Regions from separate parts of the Mus musculus genome. Here region 2 is linked to region 1. Evidence: chromatin contacts called from public promoter capture Hi-C data. All regions are on one chromosome and are shown on one strand. Each heading gives the region's core, a stretch centred on a gene start, on an enhancer-like site or on the middle of the called end of the contact. The rest is flanking DNA. Distances are from core to core; before and after follow the strand shown. Region 1 holds the start of Nsmf (NMDA receptor synaptonuclear signaling and neuronal migration factor). Region 2 overlaps Gm13387 (predicted gene 13387).

Region 1 (3,027 bases), core at 462-2,961:
AAGAGGTGGTAGGACTCCACTACACTAGGCCCTCACTCTTGCCCTTGAAGAAGTCACCAACTCTTGAGCTCTACTGGCCAAGAAGCTCAGTACTGCTTCTCCATGTGTCAAGACCCAGAGCCCATCTGTCCAGTTCCCACCACATGGGATTGCCTCCTAGGCCACTCAGGCTTCCCCCTCATCACTCCATAGAGCATCCTAACCACACCACAGACCTTAAGGGGAACCTACTGGCAGAGGAGGCCTTAGGAGGCCCGAGGGCCACATCCAACAACATGGCTCTGATCTACAACCCTGCAATGGGGCCCCCCATCTTGCAACAGAGCAACATGTTCTGCAGAATTCCCTGCTGCATGTACCATCTTAAAGAAGAACTTGAAAGGTGCTCTGGAGTCTTCCCAGGGTGAGAGCCCCAACACTGAGCTGAGTTTGTGCTGGTCTCCTTACACAACTCTGACCCGGCCCCCATGTGTGGTTAGGGAGTAGGTGAGGAGGGTCATGTTTTTGTGAAAAACACACAGGACACATTGTGGCGTGAGATGAACAAAGGCGCCTGTGAAGTGTTGCTGGGTCTGGAGGTTCCTCTGGCAGCCCTGGCACTGGGCAGCTCTCTGGGAACTGTTACAGTGGGGCTGGGCATGGCCATGTTCTGCTTCCCTTTTAGCCTTGCTTGGCACAGCCACTGTCCTTGGAGAGAGGACCAATGGAGCCCTCTCTTCTGCTCTAGATGAGTCTGACTATCAGACCGAGTATGAGGAGGAACTGCCAGCCATCCCCAAGGAAACGTATGCTGACTTCCAGAGCACTGGGATTGAGCTAGACTCTGACTCGGTGAGGTGCTGAACCCTGCCTTGCCTGTGCCGGACTCTGAGGTCCCCAAACAGGGCCTGCCCCTGGTCCCTGACTCTGGGCTAGCTACTGGTTTTCCCACTCCAGGTGATACAGTCTGGGGTCGGGCAAGCCCCCACTTTGCATATCTTGACCATGTCTGATTTGCTTCCAGGAATATGAGCCTTCGATGTTGCAAGGACCCCCCAGCTTGACTTCCCCAGAACAGTCCCAGGACTCCTTCCCTTGGCTCCCTAATCAAGATGACCAGGGGCCAAGACTGGAACATCCTTCCTGACTGGATAAATAAATAAAACACCTGGGCCTCACCCTTAGACTGAGGCTGCACCCATTCCTTAGAGGCTACTTCAGTTGCCTGACAAGATCAAACTGGATGATATAGCCATCTGGCTTCTTCCAGAGACATGGGCTGTGTTATTGGAGTCGTGGGCCTCTTCACTTCCCCGGCACCCTTGTATCCCCACAGCAGTACTGAGGAGCACGGACGCCTCTGTGAGGCATGGGAAGGTGGGATTGTTGAACTAATAAACGTTAATCTGATTGTGTGGCTATTTTACTCTGGTGTAAAGGTTGCAGGGGCAAAGAGCTAAGTGGACCTGAGGTCGGGAAGGTCAGTGGGTGATCTCTTGTTCTTTCAGGACCCTTTTGCTTCCAGGCAGCAACTCTAGGCTGGGCTAGGATGCTCCGGGTCTGAAGGAAACTAGGGTTTCCCCCTAAATCAAGGGTTTCTTTGGGCATACACAGGCCCTGGCCTAAGTGGAAGGGCATCACTTTTATGCCCCCAAGAAGAAAGCCTCCGGGAGGAGCCGCCTTTTAGCCACGCCCTTATCTGTCATCATGGGGGTGGTGCCAACTCAGGCTCAGCGTCAGGAGGCGGAGCACCGCCCCCGGGTCCAGCCGCGCTCTCCTACAGTGGCTGGACGCGCTGGGCGCTGGGTGCGGCCATGCGGGGCCTGGGCCTAAGTCTGACCCTGACCCTGAGGCTGAGACCTAGCGCGACCTCAGGCGCCGTACGGCTCCCCCGGCAGAGGCGGCGGGCGCGAGGCGCGCTCTGAAATCCGGGGGATGCGCGGGCGCCGTGACCATGGGTGCCGCCGCCTCCAGGAGGAGGGCGCTGAGGAGCGAGGCCATGTCCTCGGTAGCGGCCAAAGTAAGGTGAGTGGGCCGGGCTGACCGGCTACTGCTGCCGGCTACCCTCTGTGGTATGTGCTGCTACCCCAATGCCCTGTGATCTTCCTGTTCCGGAGTGGGCATTGGGCCTTAAAACCTGACGCCCACAGGCTGGGCAGATTAGACAGAAAGTAGTAGGAGGTCTCTGACCAGGATGCCCTGGCACTCTGTGGTGGGTGGGAAGAGCCCACCTCTTCTCATGTTGATGTGGAAGGCCTGGGTGGGGGTAAGTATGGTAGGGAGGGTCTTGCCAGTATTGGAGGCTGGTAGCCAGCTTGTACTGACCCGTGTTCCCTCTGCTTACCATGCAGAGCAGCCCGAGCGTTTGGAGAGTACCTGTCCCAGAGTCACCCTGAGAACCGCAACGGTGCAGGTAGGCACACTGGAAACAAAAGGCTGTTCTGGGTGAGTCCTCTGCCCCAGGCCAAGGCCAGGACCAGGACCAGGGCCAGGGCCAGGGCCAGTGGAGTGTGAGCCAGCCCAGGTACCTTGCTGGCCTGTCTACCTCACATCCCTTGCCCTCCAGGGCCCAGAACCCTAGGAGGAGCTCCAGTCACCCATCTCCATGGCGCCCTCCCAGCCTGGGTTGTTGGCATGGCAACAGGCCTCTTGGCACCCCCAGGGCTGGCACCACTGTCTGGGGGCCAGCTGGTGGGGGGAGGGGAGGAATTGGCACCAGGCAAATGGGTGTATCTGCAGGCTCTTGGGGGGATATCGGCCTGTCTATTCTTAACTTCTGATGATTATGCACAGGTAGTGAGGCCTGCCTGCCGCCCCAATCCTCACTCTCACAAGGGCTTCAGGCCCAGATAAGCAGAGAAACAGGCCACCTGGTAGAGCCTTCTCTAGTAACCTCAGCCCCCTCATTAAGGTTGGGGCTTGTTGAGTGTGCCAGAGGACCGGGAGGGTAGACCATCAGGCTGAAGGTTCACCTGATGCCTTTCCCTAGACCACCTGCTGGCTGACGCCTACTCTGGCCACGACGGGTCCCCAGAGATGCAACCTGCA
Region 2 (3,161 bases), core at 164-2,663, 72 kb after region 1:
CTTGCCGATGAGCTCCAGCAAGACTGTGTAGCACGTGGCAAACATCCCTAAGCTGGCAGGCCACTCTCCTGCCCTTTGTCCATTTGTCAGTTGATCAATCTGTCTGTTTGCTGAGTATGTAGGCAGGCACCCCAGACAGAAACACTTAAATGGCTGAGACCGCTCAGCCTGTGCTGCCCGGATACCCTAGGGCAGGAGTCTCCGGAGGAGAACTTGTGTGCTGTTGGCATTATAGTTTCTGGGTTAACTTTGCTAGCACTGACATCTTTGGTGCAGGCCCAGAAGGTTGTAAGAGTCTAGTCCTAAAGTTCTGTATTCAGAGTCCCAGACCCAGCTAGGAGGCCCAGGCTGTGACCAGATCTGCATGAGGTGCCTGGAGAAGGAGGGGCTTCCAGTCACTGCACAACTAGAGTTCTGTCATGCAGCCTAAGAGATACAGACCCCAGCTCATGGCTAGAGGATGCCTCAAGTGGACTCTGGCCCACACATGCCTGCTGAACTCAATGAGGCCATCACTCATTCCAGCATCATGACTTCCACCCTGTTGCCATTGAGAGTCAAAGATGAGCACTCGTTAGGGACAGAACAGTGCTCTGGAGGCCTCCACTCCTACAGCTGTGATTTAGGTATTTGTCACCAGAAGCCAGCCACCTAAGCCCCGTAGACCTTGGTTGGCCCTGGGAGAAGGCCATGTGTCAGCAGTACCACGACTCACATAGCTTCATTTCCTGTCACACCTGCCTCTCAAAACTATTGAGGGGCACGGAGAAACCAAGATGGCCACACAGCCAGGAACAATGTGGGGTTGGGCATTGACATGCCCCCCCCCACACCCCCCGCCCGTTCTTAAGGCTGAATGGCGGCTGTGCCTGGAGAGAGTGCTGCGAGGCAGAAGGCAAGCTAGTGTTTCAGCGTCTTCTGTTACACTGAAGCTTTTCAAAGAGTGTCTGGGGCTGCTGAATGTGCCTCTCTTGCTCTCCAAGGCAGACATTCTACACAAAGGGGGCTCTTGTCCTGCACAGGCCCCTTCTGGGAAGAAAAGCCATTGTCCAGGACAGGGCCGCCCAGCAGGCGGTGCATGCTCCACTGCCCACCACCGCGCCCGTCCAAAGGGGCCTCATTCAAGCTTGTCTGCCTGGATTAGCAAGGACTCACGACTCAATGTGCTGCGATATTTCATGTCGAGGGCAGCGGCTGGCTCTGGGCAGAATCAATGCCTGCTTTTGTCTGCCGAGTTATTTTATTTACATTTTTAAAACAGCTTATCAAGGTAAAAAGATAGCTTTGCAAAAAAAAAAAAAAAAAAAAAAAAAGTGTTTGGCTTCAGGCCAGCACAGAGGTAGGAGTACGGGCTGGCACTGGGGTCCTAGGCCAGCCATGCAGTCTGGTCCTAAGCCAGCCTGGGCACCTGCCCAGCCCTCCTGCAGTTCAGGGGAGTGGGGGAGCAGGGGAAACTTATACTTCCAGAAGCCACAACCCTAGCCCCTCTGGATTTCTTGATTGTTTTCCTGAGGTTCCCTCCCGGCTACTCTGACCCAGCTGGCTGTACAGCTCTGAGTGTCCCACCTGGGCAGCAGAGGGTCAGGAAAGGGGTCCTATTACCTCCATCTGTTTTCAGCCTAGTCCTGACCTCTCCCTCCTGTGGAACCGTATCCAAGCCTTTGTACTGGACAGGCAGGGATCTTCACTGAGAGCCTGGGCTTGCCAGGTCACCCATGCACTGGTCTATCATGATCTCAGAGAAGATTCAGCAGAAATGGCCAGAGACCCATCCTAGGCTGGTCTGACCAAAATAATAGGCCACAAAGATCCCTGAAGCTCAAGCTAGGCCAAAGCCAGGGCCCTTCCTGGAGGAGGTGGCTCTGGGTTCTGCTGCCTCCCCTCACCCAGCAAGGGCAGCTGACAGTAGCTAAATAGGAGTGGGACGGCGTCTCTCTTGCCCTAGCCCCTGCCCAGGTAGGCTATGAAAATAAAACAAACAAACAAACAAACCTCTTCCAAAACACCCCACTGCCTCTACAGATCCACACTGTGGATAATGGGACTTCGAACCTAGGAGTGCTGGCTGCACACCAGGCCACCTGGCCACTAGAGGGCAGCCTAGGTGCGTGGGGAGAGCCTGCCTGGCATATATAAACTAGCCTAGTGACCCCATATAGAAAGCATAACCGTGCACCTCTAGCTCCCAGAATGCTCCTGGTCAGCCCATCTACCTAACAGATGAGGCTTGAGCCTCCACACTTAAGAAGCACAGCCCACCCTGAGACAAGCCTCCCAGTCAGGGGGTTTGGGTCCCATTAAGAGCCGGGCTTAGGGAAGACTGACCATCTGGAACATCGCTAGGACACTAACAATGCAGTTGAAGTTGTGGGAAGCCCCAGACCCTTCACCCACTGCCCCTCACCATCTCACTCAGACTTCCTTCTCCCCGAGCCACTTGGCAGAGAGTCTGAACCCACAGTCGGAAGAGAATAGCCCAGTCCTTGGCTCCCCTGTCTCTGATGAAGCCAGGTCAGGCCCAGGGGAGGGAGGGGCCTTAGGGGACTCTGAGTGGGCCTGATCCTAACATGATGTGTGTATGGGGTGCTGCACATCCCTAGTTTCCCTGGATCCTGCAGCTTCTGGAGGATCTGTGACCCAGAAGGCCCTTGTGTGAAGCTGTAGGTATCTCCTGGTGATCACGTTCCGTCCTCCTCTAAGCCCTGCATGCAGATCCTAAGACTATCCTCATATTCTGTATTTCTCTTCAAACCATGCATACCTTCCCCCTGCCCTGAGATCATCCCACGCTCTGTGCCCCATGGGACCTGGTGAGGCCAAGCCCCCTGGATAAGAGCCAGCTATGGAGGCATTGGGTCAGCACAGGGAAAGCCCAGCCCGGACCCCTTGGGCTAGATGCCGCCAAGCCTTTCCCAGGCTGCTATTTTGGGCTCTCTGAGACTTGGGGGTGGGGTGCCAGATAGCTTTGCTGCTGCTCATGCTGGTTATTTTTGCTCATAATGGGAGTACGATATATGGAAATTATTAATAGCCTCCCCGGCTACGGTACGTGCTGGTACTCAGGGCCAGCGTGTGCTCTGTCCCGCGGTGGGAAGGTCTCGCTGCACAGCAGGTTTGGGGGAATTGCCTCTCAGCTACACCCAATCCCCATCAAATGCTTC

Evidence for each region. Promoter capture Hi-C pulls out the DNA fragments that hold promoters and counts their contacts.
Region 2: a contact with region 1 is called in a promoter capture Hi-C map of neural stem cells. The contact joins the enhancer-like site here to the promoter of Nsmf in region 1. A contact is called at or near these places in 5 of 39 promoter capture datasets (the C10 cell line, embryonic stem cells, hematopoietic stem and progenitor cells and 1 more), 2 of 484 Hi-C or Micro-C datasets (both in nephron progenitors), 4 of 115 datasets of contacts at active chromatin or transcription factors (the HPC-7 cell line, the SCID.adh cell line, embryonic stem cells and 1 more) and 4 of 9 other capture datasets (adipose tissue, liver, macrophages and 1 more).

Annotation. Positions count from the first base shown.
Region 1 is chr2:25,052,668-25,055,694 of GRCm38.p6, forward strand. It overlaps Nsmf (NMDA receptor synaptonuclear signaling and neuronal migration factor), which reads left to right and starts at 1,712. Exons shown (of 16, transcript NM_001039386.1): 1 at 1,712-2,004; 2 at 2,331-2,392; 3 at 2,969-3,027. The coding sequence starts at 1,934. Pnpla7 (patatin-like phospholipase domain containing 7) reads left to right here. Exons shown (of 35, transcript NM_146251.4): 34 at 728-831; 35 at 1,004-1,405. The coding sequence ends at 1,126.
Region 2 is chr2:25,125,303-25,128,463 of GRCm38.p6, forward strand. The region is part of intron 2 of Gm13387 (predicted gene 13387); the gene reads right to left. Among named protein-coding and RNA genes, the nearest start is that of Gm13387, 19 kb to the right of the region's middle. RefSeq lists an enhancer at 1-2,788. Within about 2 kb of position 1,414, at least 75 of the 459 cell types and tissues checked have an H3K27ac peak or open chromatin away from gene starts, as enhancers often do. A contact at or near this core is called in the SCID.adh cell line, liver, nephron progenitors and 2 more, where this site is marked.